Regions from separate parts of the Mus musculus genome. Here regions 2, 3, 4 and 5 are each linked to region 1. A link is a contact called in public HiChIP or PLAC-seq and promoter capture Hi-C data. All regions are on one chromosome and are shown on one strand. The core of a region is the stretch at or near the end of the contact, and the rest is flanking DNA. Distances in the headings are between cores, read along the strand shown.

Region 1 (2,830 bases), core at 187-2,686:
GTCCCAGGCCAGCCTGGGCTGTCGTTCAAATAAACAGCCCACCAATGTCAGGCTAAAGGGGCCCCCACAAACCAAATCTTGGGAAAAAAATAGGCATCAAAAAGAATTAAATTAACTATAACTCATTAAGAATCTATGCATATGTGCTGTTGAGACTAAATTAAACGGGCTAAAGGAAAGCTCTTTCTAACATAACTCTCTTAGGGTTTTATTGCCGTGAAGGGACACCATGACCAGGGCAACTTTTATAAAGGAAAACATTTAATAGGGGCTGGCTTGCAGAGGTTCAGTCCACCATCGTCCTGCGGGAAAGGTGGAGGCTTGCAGGCAGATGTGGTGTACCTTGGGCATATGTGACCTCAAAGCCCCGCCTCTACGGTGATGATACACTTCCTCCAATAAGGCCACACATAAAATCACTACTTGGCATGGGCAAGCATACAAATGCATGAATCTATGGGGCCATACCTATTCAAACCACCACAAGAACATAAGAATAACATGAAAACCCAATCGATTATTCTTTCAGAGAAGCCCATACTGCGATTTCAGGTGCCGTCATTCGGAGCCCCTCTCCTCATGCTAAAGCCTAAAACCCCAAGCCTAAAATAATAAAATAAAATAAAAAGCCGGGTGGTGGTAGCGCATGCCTTTAATCCCAGCACTTGGGAGGCAGAGGCAGGTGGATTTCTGAGTTTGAGGTCAGCCTGGTCTACAGAGTTCCAGGACAGCCAGGACTATACAGAGAAACCCTGTCTCGAAAAAACAAAAAAAAAAAACCAACAACAAAACAAAACAAACAAACAAACAAAAAACCCACAAAACAACAGCCACAACAAAAACTCAAGCCTGCTTTGTTAAAAGAAAACCACGTCCGAAGTGGTGGTGCACACCTTTAATTCCAGCACCACGGAAACAAAGGCAGGTGGATCTCAGAGTTCCAGGCTAGCCTGGTCTACACAGATTCCAGGCTAGCAAGGGCTGCATAGAGAGAGTTTGTCTCAAATAGAGATTTAAGAAGAAAGAAAAACTGGTTAAAAAAAAAAAGAAAAGAAAAAGAAAAAACTCAGGTAGAGGGCGGGGGTGTGGTGGTGTGTGCCGTTAATGTCCACATTCAGGAAGCTTACTGGAGAATCACTTCAATTTCAAAGTCAGCCTGGTGTCCACAGAGAAAACCAGGGTCATTTAGAGAGACCACAGCTTTAAAAACAAACAATAGATGCCCAAACTAGTATAAGTGGTTCAGCCAACGCTCCACGCTGGACCTCAAAGCATCTGGGGGTTAGTTTGTTCAACGCCAGAGCTACTGCTGTAGGCCTAAAGACTTGGCCATTTCTGCCCAATCCTGGATCCTGGAACCAAACTCCCTCTGTCCAGGCCTGCACAAGATGCTACCGAAGGCTCCCCGCCTCCCTGCGGCTCCCTTGTGCGCATGCGCATTGAAGCAGCGAGAAAGAGACACACACAGCCCCACCTCCAACCCCCTTCCCCTGACCAAGAGCTAGGGGCCTGGCTCGCAGCCTCCGCGGGGCTGGAAGCCCAGAACCTAGTCAAAGAAGCTAGTGGCAGTCGGACTCTCAGGCTTGAGATCTGATGTCCCAGAGCCTTCAGTACCACGGTCCCGTCCGTAGCACTTTGGTGCCGCCGCTGCAGCGCTGACCGCGCTGGCAACCCACCCTCCCGGGATACCCGTCAGCTGGGTGGTCCCCGGTCTCGTGCGGCCTACGCTCTTCTCCGGGGACCCGCTCTGAGGACCCCTGGGACTCAGGTGGCCCGTTCGTGGGTACAGCTGCCGTGCTGACGCGCTGCACCTAAACCCCGGCCTGGCTGTGGACAAGGACCGAGAGGGAAGGCGGGGGCCGCGACTTGCACGGTGGAGATACCCTGTGCAGAACCTTAGATTCCCGGCGGGCCTGGGGAGCAGAGAACCGGGGGACACCTCGGACCTAAGGCTGGGCAGCCCCGGACTGGTAACTGGTGAAGCAGAGTGGCCGAAGCAGCAAACTCGGGCACGGGTGACTGTGGGCTGCTGTAGTCTATCTCGCTTGCTGGGATCATACGGATGGGGTCAGCCTGGAGCCCTGAAGCTTGGAAGGGGATTCTGATCAATTTCAGAAAAGCGTAGGGGTGAGGCCAGAGGACGTGGTGGCATACACCTGACTTCTCGGGATTTGGGAGGTGGAGGCAGGGGGAGTAGGCGCTCAAGGTCATTCTCTACTGCCTAACGTTGGGTTGCAAGAGAGAAAAAGAAAAGAGAAGAAGAAGGAAAGAAGAGAAAAGAAAAGAAACAAGGCCTGGAGTGTCTGCCAGTCTTCAGAAGAGACCCTAGAAGCCAGCAGCTACTACTTCTGTTTAAAACAGAGATTATGTGTGAGTTTCTAGAACTTCTGTGTTCCTGTGAAATGCTTGAGTTTTTGTTTTTCGTTTTTGGTTTTTTGTTTGTTTGTTTTTGCTGTTGTTGTTGTTGTTGTTTTGAGTATGGATTTTTTTAATTTCCTTCCCTTTGAAAGACGTTTGTGAAAATGTTTTATTCAACTGTGAGTGGTGTCACTGCCACTCCACTAGGACCAAGTGTTCAAGGCCAGCCTGGGTTACATTGAGACCCTGTCTTTAAAAAAAAAAAAAAGCGAACTATTCATTGCTTTGGGTCTGAGAATTTCCCTGCATTTTCAGTGGGCAGAGACTTAATCAGGATTCCTCTTTGAGTGCGCAGCGCCTGCGGTTCTATGGTTATGTAGCACCCACGTGCTATACATTTAGATGTCCTGTTTTTCTTAGGATTCTCTAATACGGAAATATGTCTGCTAAAGTCTGATGTGTGATTGGTCAA
Region 2 (2,830 bases), core at 177-2,676, 490 kb before region 1:
CAGGTACCCCTGCCTCCCATATTTGAGGTAATTCTCAGCATGTAGTCCAAGTTTACCTCGAATTTTCATCAGTCTACCTCGGCCTCTCTTGTACTGTCTTTACCACCCTTCCTCAATAGCTGAGATTCATGTGCGGGGTCCTTAGGCTTAGCACCAAGCCTCTTTACCAAGGGAGCCATCTCGCTCACCCAGGCTGTTGTCTGTCTGTCTATCTATCTATCTATCATTATCTATCTATCTGGGCAGGGTCCACAGCTCAGCTTGTCCTGGACTCTGAAGCTCACTCTGTAGCCTACCCTCACCTTGAATTCCTGAATCTCCCGCCTCCGCCTCCTAAGCACCCAAGTCACATGCTGTTGACACACTCAGTAAACAATGTGTACTGGGAGTGTTGGTATTCTGTCTGGACTCCACCCCCACAGTTACCTGGCAGCAGCCAGGTATGCTCCTCCCCATAGTTACCTGGCAACAGCCAGGTAGACCTGGCCCATTATAAAAGGGGCTGCTTGGCCCCTCCTCCCTTTCTTTCTCTCCTACTCTTGCCTCTCTTCCCTCTTGCCTCCTTGTTCCCCCTCTCTCCCCATTCCTTTACCCCCTCTCTCCACGTGGCCATGGCCGGCCTCTACTTCTCTACTCTCTCCTTCTCTCTGCCTTTCTCTGCCTCTTAACTCTCTTCCCCATGCCCTGAATAAACTCTATTCCATGGTATACCGTCAGTGTGGCTGGTCTCTCAGGGGGAAGGGATGCCTTGGCATGGGCCCGCCGAGACATCCCCTTCCTCACACCCCCCAGAACATGTTCTTGTACAGCTTTATCTCTTTTTATGATCGCAACAGGAACAAGTGAATAAATGGAAATAAGTGGATGGAAAAGTGCGTGAATGAGCGGGGTAAACTAAAAGATGATTCAAGCACTGGCTTAACACTCCTGGGGTCCGTTTCCGATCACCTTCTGGGAGCAGGGGTGAGAAAGAAAAAGTTGAGTGTGGTGGCTCAGGTCTGGAATCGCATCACTTAGAAGGTGGAGACAGGAGGTTTAGGAGTTTAAGGCCAGACTAATAGGTCCCTCTTAAAAAGAGAAACTTCAGTGGGATCCCCCTCCCGTACAGCTAGGCCTGGCGCCCTTGCAACACCCTTCGCTGCCGCCAGAGGGAGCACAGGACGGACCCTAGAGCGTGTCCTGGGACCCCGCCCGGAGATGCCTGCCCTGGGGCACTCTAAGATGGGCACCCCGCCCCCACCCATCTGAACCCCCGCAGGACCCCGGGCTTGAAGGCTGCACATTAGCCAGCTTGCCTCTGCAGGAAGGGAAACTGAGGCCCGGCGATCGGGGAGGGGCGGGTCCCAGAGCACGAGCCCCCGCCCCCGGTGGCCCCGCCCCGGCCATTAAGATCCCGGAGCGCGAGGCAGGGCGCAAAGTAGGGGCAGCGGGTGACGGTACGATGGCTGCGCAGCGGCTGGGCAAGCGCGTGCTGAGCAAGCTGCAGTCCCCGTCGCGGGCCCGCGGCCCGGGGGGCAGCCCCAGCGGGCTGCAGAAGCGGCACGCGCGAGTCACGGTCAAGTACGACCGACGGGAGCTGCAGCGACGGCTGGACGTGGAGAAGTGGATCGACGGATGCTTGGAGGAGCTGTACCGCGGCAGGGTGAGACTCAGAGGGGCCGGGGCTGAGGGACGGAGGTAGCCTAAGACCCTGCAACCCTGCGACCTCGGTGACCCTAGTACTTGCTCGCTGGTGCACCGACTGCGGCCTTTGCTAGGATTCATGGCCCGAGGCGCTGGTCTCGGTGCTTAGAGGCATCCAGCTCGCGGACACTCAGACATGCACCCAGGATCCCCAGACATGTGTGCGTCCAATCAACCCAGACAACTGGGAAGGGCTGGGGATGAGATGGGGGGTGGCGGGCAGAGCCAACATATTGAGAGAACGGATAGGGACAGGGGATGTCCTTAAGCCAAACATAGACATGGGTGACAAGGGAGATAGGACAGCAGAGACTCTCAGCAGAGGAAACAACAATTTTCACAGATGACGGAAGTCACAGCCACTCAGACATAGCACCAAAGTGAGCCACACACAAACTCACAGGAACACAAGTGGATTAAGTTAAGGGACAACATGGCCTGCCATGGAATACTGACATGCACGCACAACACAACCCCCCTGGGCGCCAAGTGAAGAGATACAGCTGGGCACAGATACACATCAGTTCCAGCTGGGGTGCTCCAAGCTCCAATAGCTATCCAGGGACACAGAGTGACTCAAGTTACATGGGCCATTATCTGCTGCCAAAAAAGAAAAGTATGGCTGTCTACAAACAGAGTGGCAGATGTTAAAGTTCTGTGTGCATGTGCACGCGCGCACGCACGCATGCACACACACACACACACACACACACACGTCTGTGGAAATTACACACGGAACTGGTAAAAGTGTCCCAGGAACACAGAACACTAGAAACCAAGGTAGGCAGGGCCGCTAACGCTTGTGACCTCAGCACTTGAGAGGTGAAGGCTGGAGGGTTAGGGGTTCAAGGACGACCTTGGATAAGGAGACCCTGTCTGAAAAGTCTAAAACAAACCTGGCATGGTGCACCTCACACCTTTTAGACTCAGCATTGAGGAGGCAGAGGCAGAGAGATCTCTGTGAGTTCGAGGCCAGCCAGTTCTACAGAGTGGGTTCCAAGTCATCCAGGGATACACAGAAAGACCCTATCTTAAAAAAAAGAAAAAGAAAAAAAAAGATAAATAAAGATAGTCCCTACAGCTTGCCATGTCTGACCTGGGACAGCCACACTAGAGAGGCAGCCACACTGGCTACACTCTCTCAAGG
Region 3 (2,830 bases), core at 239-2,738, 480 kb before region 1:
GTGACAAGGACCCTCTGAGCTCAATACTGGGTCTGGAGACTGGACGTATCATGGCATGGTCTGGAGATGATACTATGTGAGGGGTACCCACACCCCTTATTTATTCCTGGGCAGGACGTAAATCAGACACCCTGCAGTGCCGGGGGACGCCTGAGATGGGTGGGTGGGTGGGTGGATGGGGACATTTGTGGAAGGGAGCTATAGCAGTCTAGAGGTGTATTGTGTGTGTGAAGTGCGGGAAACCTTGAGACTTATGATGGGTGGACCGCCCCCTGCTGGACAAGAATTTTTTTTGTATTAACACTTGATATGCTAATTTATGCTGCCACTCTAATCAGAATGCTAAGTTATTCCCCAGAGGTGGGGCTGAGTGTGAGTCGTGTGTGTGTGTGTGTGTGTGTGTGTGTGTGTGTGTGATATTCAGTAGGTCAGCTCATTCTCTGGGGATCTCTTAGGGTAGAGTGTGGGAGAGAAAAGGAGGCAAGGAGGATCCTGTAGGGACGTGTGCAGGCACACGAATTCTATATCCAGACAGCAGCCAGGGGCTGAGAACAGGTAAGGTTTCCTCCCAGGATCTCAAAGCCCTTCTCTAGAAAATGAGGATAGTCCGGTTTAACCTGGAGAGAGCTGTGTTAAGCACATAGTGAGTGTTAAGTATTCACTCAACAAATATTTGTTGAACACCTGCTAAGGCAGGCTATTTATTCTTCCTAATAACAGTGCAACCACTTTATGCCTTGGTACATATCAGATCCTCTTTGTAGATATCTTCTCGGTGGAATAAATGAATTTATAGGTATCTGCCAGGTACTAATTCCAGCACTTGCCTGGTATGGCGTCACACACTAATTTCAGCACTTGGAGAGACAGGAAAAATGGCCAGTTTGGGCTGAACAGCAAGATGCTGTCCCTAAAACAGTCACTTACCCTGTTGCTATTGTAATCTTCAGTCCGTTGAGACAGGCCCAGAACGCTTAGCTTAAGTCATGCGCACCAAGTCCCACAAGCGAGGATTTGAGGCCAGGAAGAAGGAAGGCAGTTCTGTAGTCCTTCGTAGGAGTGGACTGGGGTGGCCGCGAGAGTCATCTCTCAGTCACGATGGGTTCTCTACAGCTTGGAGTGCTAGGTGGCGTTTGGCGTGCTGGTGACACAGCTGGGTGGGCACCTGCGAGGTCCCCGCGCGCCTGTGGCCGGTTGTGCGTGAAGGTGGGGTGAATGGAAGTCTGCGAGTGTAGTGTGACTATGTGTAAGCTGCCATGTGCGCGTGTGTGCGTGCATGCGTCTGTGCACGTGGGGCTGGAAGTGCGTGTGAGTGAGCGTGTGTGAACGACTGCGAGATCCTCCATCCCTCCCCCACCCCACCCCCTGGGTCGGAGGACCCGCTAGGGACTACCACTCCCGGCATGGCCTGGGCGGCCCGCCCTGCCATCCTGATTGGCTGAGATCCTCGTGCTCCCGCCCCCTGGGAATGAATGGATGGGCGGCCTCAGCGCCCGCCCGACCGCTGGGAGGACCGACCCGGCAGGGACCTGCTGGGGGCAGGACCCGGGGAGCAAGATGGCCACGGTCATCCCCAGCCCCCTGAGGTGGTGCGGGTGGGCGCGAGGCGGGGGAGTCGGCGCGGGCGGGTCTGTGCGGCCGCGCGCGCGCGTGTGTATGTGTGTGGCCGCTGGGGGTGGGGCTGGTGGGGTGTCAGGGGGCTGTCACCGCGTGCGGGGGTGCGAGTGTATGTGACTGAGGGTGTTTAGCAAGAATGATGTCCGACGCGTTGCTCCAGGACTGGGAGAGGGCGTGGGGGAGGGGTCTCCAAGGATTTTTAGGGGAAAGGGGTCATGTCCCCTCCCAGGGATGCCAGGGTTTGAGAGAGGGTACATGGTCTAGGGAAGCTGGGGCCTGGGTACACTCGAATCCACGCTACCTTTGTCTTGGGGTGTGGAGTGTGTTGAGCGACTTATACATTGCTTTTTGCTTTGTAGCTGAATGTGTGGGTATGTATAGGGTTTCTTTTATTCTGCACTACCTATCTGAGTATTTGGGTCTCGAAGTGTGTGCACATGTCTGGCGAATCTGCACCATTTATGTTCTGTGTCTTTGGATATGGACGTGTGAGGATAGGTCTAAATTTTTGTGTGAACATGAGCAGACCTGACTGCCCCTCTGTTTCCAAGGCGTGTACCTGTGTATTTGGGGATGCATTTTAAATTTGGGGTTTCTGTGTATGTGTACCCTTGAAAATCTCAGTGATGTCTTTGTATTGTGTGTTTGGCTGGAGTGTCTTTGGATGGATATGTAAGCGCATATGTAAATGTTTATAGGGTCCCTATCTTTTGACATTGTGTGACTGTTGGGATGAGTGTTGTGTGGTGTGTTTCCATGTTGTGGGTCTTTGTGGATAAGCTGTCTCTGGAACCATCTGGGTCTCTGGATACATGACATTCATAGGTAGTTCTATGGCTTTTTTTGATTTGGATTATTTGTGTTCTGCAAGAGATGTGTGTCTGTGTGACAGAGAGAATTTGTTTGCTACTCCTTTGTGAAGATTGGGATACGTTTCTCTTTGTGTGTGAATCCCGTGTGGCCATGTGCGATTTGTTTGTATTGGGTGTTTGGCTACGTTCATGTGTGGATGGGTCCCGGTATGTTTTGGTTTGTTTTTATATTGTCTGTGAACACTTCTTAACCCGAGACATAATCAAGTTTTAGGTAGCTGCTTCCCTGCCAGCACCCTGCCCCGCCCCCGGATCCAGAGGGGTGGGAGAAGATGGGGGAGGTGAAGGTGGACCTGGCCGGCTTGCCCTTTGCGGAGCAGTGGGAACGGGCAGCCGCGGGA
Region 4 (2,830 bases), core at 172-2,671, 340 kb after region 1:
AATATTTTTCTCAGTGAAACTACTAAATCGGGGGTGGGGGTGGGGGGACGGGTGACCATAGTAAAACCTGTATATATTTAAAGCACTTTTTGTTTTTGTTTTGTTTTGTTTGTTTTTGGTTTTTTGAGACAGGGTTTCTCTGTGTAGCCTTGGCTGTCCTGGAACTCACTCTGTAGACCAGGCTGGCCTCGAACTCAGAAATCCACCTGCCTCTGCCTCCCAAGTGTTGGGATTAAAGGCATGTGCCACCACTGGCCAGCCTTAGCAATTTTTTTTTTCCTAAAGTATTGGGAAAGAAATCTATTTTGAACAACGTGAGGAAATGGGTTGAAAAATTGACAGAGTCCTGCACTAAGAACAGAGCGAATCAGCTACAAAGTCTAGTACATTTTAAAAATCGCATTTCATCAATACAATAACCTTTTTGATAGTAGGGTTTTCCTTCACAAGAAAATCATACAATTGAGATTAAGTAGCACTTTCAGATGGAACAGTATTTGGTCCAAAATAGAATCAATCGGTGTGGCTTCGTCTATGGAATAACTGATTAATGCATCATATTGGATATAAATCCTTGGAAAATTATTAATGACACATAACTTCTAAAACAATCTTTGGAATCCTATCCTTAGAACTTCAATATCCTATCTTCGCTTGCACTTCAATCTGGGGGGGGGGGGGACGACGACGACGACTCCCATTGTGAGATCTCCATACAAGGCTGTGTGGTTTTTAAACCTGAATCGTCGTTCTAGGTTTCAAATACCAACTTTCTCCTTAATAGCCAAGTCACTCCACGCTGTGTAGTCTGGCAATGTCACCGGTGAGGCGACAGAGGCAGTGACAGAAACCTCAGCACACATTCCAAGAAATCATGGAACTTTTCATTGCCATCCCTTTACCCTCACCTCCCTGTCGGAGGAAGAGAAACCTTATGCGTTCTCTGAATTACCCTTGGGAAAGACATTGCGTACAGACTGAACAAGAATGCAACAGAGGCCACCCCTCGCGCTTTTCGACAGTTACAAGACATAATTCTCAGCCTAGGGTGGTCAAAATGAAATTCTACCAAACTCAGAAGTCAAAGGGGGTGGGGGCTGCGTCGGTCCCAATAGGATCAAAGCACAGTGCTGTCACAAGATCAATTGGTCACAGTATGGGATCGCAAACCGCTCGGTCCGCGTTCAATCACCCAAACCTAATCAGAATCAGTCTCAGAGCTCCCCTGTGGGCACACCCCACACTGACGCAGCCATGCACTCCCGCGCGCGGCCACAGACCGTAGCAGGCAGCTGACTCCCACCCGCCCCAGCCAAGGGGACGCTGGTGCAAGCGCGGGGCGAGGGAGAGGCGCGCGCGGCAACTAACGGGCCGCCCCGGAGGCTCCTGGGAGAGCGAGCCCCCGGCGTGAGTGCGCAGGCGTAGACGGCTGAGCGGAGGCGGGGCGGTTCGAGACGTTGGGAGAGGCTGAGGACCGCAGTGGATGCTCCGGATCTGGAGGGCGACCGAGAGATCGAATCCAGATGGGAAGACCGGGGAGGAAACCGAGAGGCCGAGCCAGGCCTGGTAATTTTGGGGAGGAAGAAGGTTAAGGAAGCGGGACCGGGACACTCAACGGCTGCACAGGGCCTCGGGTGTGGCCCGTGGGCGTGACACCGAGGATGACTGCCGGTGACCCGAAGGGGTAGTTTTCGTGTTAAACTCGAGGACACTCTGTCGCTGGGAACAGGTCCCTGGGCATCACGAGCGTTGCGTGTGAGGATGTGGGGAGCATGTTGTGGTTTGGCTCCCTCAGCTCATCCTGATTATTTGGGGGCGGGAGGGAGAGCCATAAAGTGATCGCGATCTTCTTGGATGTGAAAGCTGGATGGCGGGATTTTGCTTAGGGTTATAGCGGCCTGCGTCTATTTTTAGATTGGGTATGACTCCTGTAGGAGATTGGAGAATTGAAAGTGATTTGTGAACGTGATTGTGAGTGATTTTGCCTGGAATTCTATCATGTTCTGTCCTCGTGAATGACATGTGAAGCAGTAGGTTGATTTTTCTGAAGGATGTTTGAAAGGTTATCACTAAGCACACGTGTGTGTTCTTCTGTAATTTCTCATAATTTTGTGTGTGTATTTTTTTGGGGGGGGATTTTTTTCCCCCGAGACAGGCTGTCCTGGAAATCGCTTTGCAGACCAGGCTGGTCTCAAACTCAGAGATTCACCTGTCTCTGCCCTCTGCCCTCTGCCCCCTGCCCCCTGCCCTCTGCCCTCTCCCCCCGCCCCCCCCCGCCCCCTCGCCCCCCCGCCCCCCGCCCCCCCGCTGTGATTTAAAGGCATGTGCCTCCACCACCTGGCTTGTAGTACCGTTAATATTTAAATGGTTGAGGTATGCTGTGCGATCACGTATGTGTAATTTTTTTTTTAGACAGGTTCATTATCTATACCAAGTTGCCTCTGAACTCTCTCGTAGCACAGGGTGGCCTAAAACTTGGCAGTGATTCCCCCTACTTTAACCTCCCAACTGCTGGGATTCCGTGTGGTGTGTGCACCACCAAGCCTGGAAGTTATGTACTATTTGATTATCAGATTAGTACCAGCAAGCCTGCTTGAGAAAAATTTGAAGTAGTAACTTAGCAAATATAAAGATACTAATGTTGGAATGGAATAGGTAAGATTTTCATAATTCCCCGTGGTGAGGCCAATAACCTGGGATCAGGATGGTAAATAGGAAGTTTTGAGATGAAAGGTGTTGCATGGGAGCCTGCAGGAAGAGTAGCACTTTCCACACATAAATACCACGTTCTGCACATCTGTGGAAGTGGATTTTTCTGTTCCTAAAATTA
Region 5 (2,830 bases), core at 177-2,676, 290 kb after region 1:
TGGAAGGATAAACGGATTTTTTTTAAAGACTTTTTTATGTATGTGAGTGCACTATAGCTGTCTTCAGACACACCAGAAGAAGGCATTAGATCCCATTACAGATGGTTGTGAGCCACCATGTGGTGGCTGGGAATTGAACTCAGGACCTCTGGAAGAGTGTTCTTAACCGCTGAGCCATCTTTCCAGCCCCCCCCTTTTTTTTTTTACAAAAATAAATCTTAAAAATAAATGTACATCACAATTAAGTAGATACCCATACACACCACTCCCTTGGTGTTGGAATCACCCCTAATCACCACATTAACAAACAGCTGCTGTTTACTAAGCATTTGGTATTTATGAATATCAGCAACTGTTCTAAGAGCTCTACAGCATAGTATTAAAAATAAAACCCAGCTATAAAAATAAAGCCCGATCTCCTTGGAGGGAGGGTTGTCGTCCTGTCCCCCCCCCCCAAAAAAAAAAACACTGAAAAGCGGATACGTATGTACGTACAGGCACTGGGTGGTGTAAGGAGTCAGGCTCTGTTTCTAAGAACCAGACATTTAAAAATAACAAATGTTCTGATCCACTAAAAAATTAAAGTGCCTTTCACAGATCCAAGAGGTAAGATTGACCCCCCCTGACCTTACCTTTTAAACAGGCAACAGCGATTTATCCCTCCCCTTCCTGTGAGCACTTAAAGGCAGGCTGGAGTAGGAGCGAATGTTAACGTCCAAACTTTTCTCGGAGCCTTGTCCAGCCTAGTTAAATCAAAGCACAAGACACAACCAATCGGTCACCACCACCCATCACTCACACCCGGGAGCGAGTTCAGCTGTCCTGCCCTGGTACCTAAGAAAGGCCAGGGCGGCAGATGGCCAGGAAGTTTACAATAGCTCCCTAGGTGGATCGCACACAGCCTGTCCAGCGAGTGACTGTATCTGAGCACGTGTGGCGTGTTGGGGGTAACCCCAGGGAACCAGCCAAGGGTGTGTGTGTTGGGGATCGGGGACCATCTTTCAGACCCCTCTCAAGACCCGGAGCTCTTTGCTTTGTTTACTGGGAGTCTTGTGTGTTGCTCAGGTGAATGGCTGGGGAACCATTCCTCTTTGGGACTGATGTGGCTACACCGCAGCCGAGCCTGGGGCCAGAATCACACACACCAGGACCTCGGCAACCTCGCTCACACAACCGCTCTGCACCCCATTCACTCGCACAAATGCCATCACGCCGTGGCTTCCGGGCCGCACTCAGTCGCGGTGGCTGCCACCCCGACGCCCTGCCACGCCCAGCAGGCACAGCTCGCCACTGTGGTCCCCACGCAGCAAGCCGAGGCGCGGACCCAGTATGAGGGGCGCGGGGCCTCCCTGTCCCCGCCCTTACCCCCTGCTCCCTGCAGCACCTTCACTAAGTTCACGGAACTGGGACCCAGGCTCGGCTCAGTTGCCCCGCCCCACGCGCTGAGGTGACAGTGGCTGCATCTCCAGACCCCCGAGAGCCTACAGGGCGTTGCGCGGGGACTGCTGGGAGGGACAGCCGCACGCACCGCGTGCGCATGCGCCACACTCACTGTGTGCTCCGTTTGGGACCAGGACAGGGAGAGGAGCAGAACCTCAACTCTGATTAAGTATTTGAGGAAAATCGGATTTTCGTTTGGAGATTTGTGCATTTGATATAGTCATGTTTGTTGTGGAGGTGACTGCAAATGACTACGTCTTAGAATAAGATTTTAAAGGACATTCCTATCATGTAGTTTGCTTTTACCCAGGTTCTTAAGATTTTCTTCTTTCTTAACCAGGATTTTTTTTTTTTTTTTGGAGAGACAGGGTTTCTCTGTGTAGTCCTGGTTGTCCTGGAACTCACTCAGTAGACGAGGCTGGCCTTGAACTCAGAAATCCTCCTGCCTCTGCCTTCCAAATGCTGGGATTAAAGTGCTGGATCATCAACTTAAATACCTTTCGTTCCTATATTTTTAAATTGCCAGAAAATAAATAATAAAATGGTTGAGCTGGTATGTGCCTATATTCTTATCACTTTGAAGGCAGAAGAATCACTCAAAAGTTTGAGGCCAGCCTGAGTTACATAGTGAGTTCCAAGCCAGCCAGGGCTATATAAGACCTGGTCTCAAGTATATAAAGTAAACGTGATGGTTAAATTTCTGATTAATTGATCATCTATAATTATATTCTCTAATGCTACAGCTTGTGGAAAGTTAAGCCTTTCAGTAAATAGGGATAACAATGAATACTAAGCAGTGACTAACGAAGGCACAGCCCTACCCTGATAAAACAATGAGTCAGGTGGTAGAATCACTCCCACATGGAACATGCTATATAGCACATAAACATGATTAATTAAAAAAAAAAAAAAAAAAAACTCGGGGGCTGGTGAGATGGCTCAGTGGGTAAGAGCACCCGACTGCTCTTCCGAAGGTCCGAAGTTCAAATCCCAGCAACCACATGGTGGCTCACAACCATCTGTAATGATCGACTCCCTCTTCTGGAGTGTCTGAAGACAGCTCAGTGTACTTATATACAATAAAAATAAATAAATCTTTAAAATAAATAGATAAATAAATAATTCTTAAAAAAAAAAAAAAACTGATCTCAGGCAGAACTTGCCATCTCATGAAATAAACTACTGATTATGATTACTCTTGGGGAAAATAAGGTCAAAAGGTGTTGTTGTCTTATTTATGTTTAAATCTTCCATGAGAAAACACACCTGTTTTATTTCTAGTTTTAAAATTAATAACTTTCAAGCCAGAGAGATGGCGCAGTGGAGTTTGCTGTGCATTCTCTGGGAACCACATGGGAGAAGGAGAGAACCAATTTCCCCTGTGACCTCT

Evidence for each region. HiChIP or PLAC-seq counts read pairs in DNA pulled down with a chosen protein or histone mark. Capture Hi-C pulls out chosen DNA fragments and counts their contacts.
Region 2: a FOXA1 HiChIP or PLAC-seq map of pancreatic cancer cells shows a contact between it and region 1. The contact joins the promoter of Ppp1r14a here to the promoter of Zfp30 in region 1. A contact is called at or near these places in 2 of 39 promoter capture datasets (embryonic stem cells and trophoblast stem cells), 1 of 115 datasets of contacts at active chromatin or transcription factors (pancreatic cancer cells) and 2 of 9 other capture datasets (adipose tissue and pancreatic islet).
Region 3: an HNF4G HiChIP or PLAC-seq map of pancreatic cancer cells shows a contact between it and region 1. The contact joins the promoter of Dpf1 here to the promoter of Zfp30 in region 1. A contact is called at or near these places in 3 of 39 promoter capture datasets (embryonic stem cells and trophoblast stem cells), 3 of 115 datasets of contacts at active chromatin or transcription factors (embryonic stem cells and pancreatic cancer cells) and 1 of 9 other capture datasets (adipose tissue).
Region 4: a contact with region 1 is called in an H3K4me3 HiChIP or PLAC-seq map of bone marrow-derived macrophages, with 2.9 times the contacts expected there. The contact joins the promoter of Zfp382 here to the promoter of Zfp30 in region 1. A contact is called at or near these places in 2 of 39 promoter capture datasets (the C10 cell line and liver) and 1 of 115 datasets of contacts at active chromatin or transcription factors (bone marrow-derived macrophages).
Region 5: a contact with region 1 is called in a promoter capture Hi-C map of pancreatic islet. The contact joins the promoter of Zfp82 here to the promoter of Zfp30 in region 1. A contact is called at or near these places in 2 of 484 Hi-C or Micro-C datasets (CD4 T cells and cardiomyocytes), 7 of 115 datasets of contacts at active chromatin or transcription factors (the 230-238 cell line, bone marrow-derived macrophages, embryonic stem cells and 2 more) and 3 of 9 other capture datasets (adipose tissue, liver and pancreatic islet).

What each region holds. Positions count from the first base shown.
Region 1 is chr7:29,782,532-29,785,361 of GRCm38.p6, forward strand. It overlaps Zfp30 (zinc finger protein 30), which reads left to right and starts at 1,437. Exons shown (of 5, transcript NM_001360208.1): 1 at 1,437-2,370.
Region 2 is chr7:29,287,894-29,290,723 of GRCm38.p6, forward strand. It overlaps Ppp1r14a (protein phosphatase 1, regulatory inhibitor subunit 14A), which reads left to right and starts at 1,427. Exons shown (of 4, transcript NM_026731.3): 1 at 1,427-1,642. The coding sequence starts at 1,442. It overlaps Gm45977 (a long non-coding RNA gene), which reads right to left and starts at 406. Exons shown (of 4, transcript XR_003946629.1): 1 at 303-406.
Region 3 is chr7:29,306,513-29,309,342 of GRCm38.p6, forward strand. It overlaps Dpf1 (D4, zinc and double PHD fingers family 1), which reads left to right and starts at 1,489. Exons shown (of 12, transcript NM_001368371.1): 1 at 1,489-1,586. The coding sequence starts at 1,558.
Region 4 is chr7:30,120,511-30,123,340 of GRCm38.p6, forward strand. Zfp382 (zinc finger protein 382) reads left to right here and starts at 1,422. Exons shown (of 5, transcript NM_001081007.2): 1 at 1,422-1,566. The coding sequence starts at 1,524.
Region 5 is chr7:30,071,397-30,074,226 of GRCm38.p6, forward strand. Zfp82 (zinc finger protein 82) reads right to left here and starts at 1,427. Exons shown (of 7, transcript NM_177889.5): 1 at 1,385-1,427; 2 at 633-743.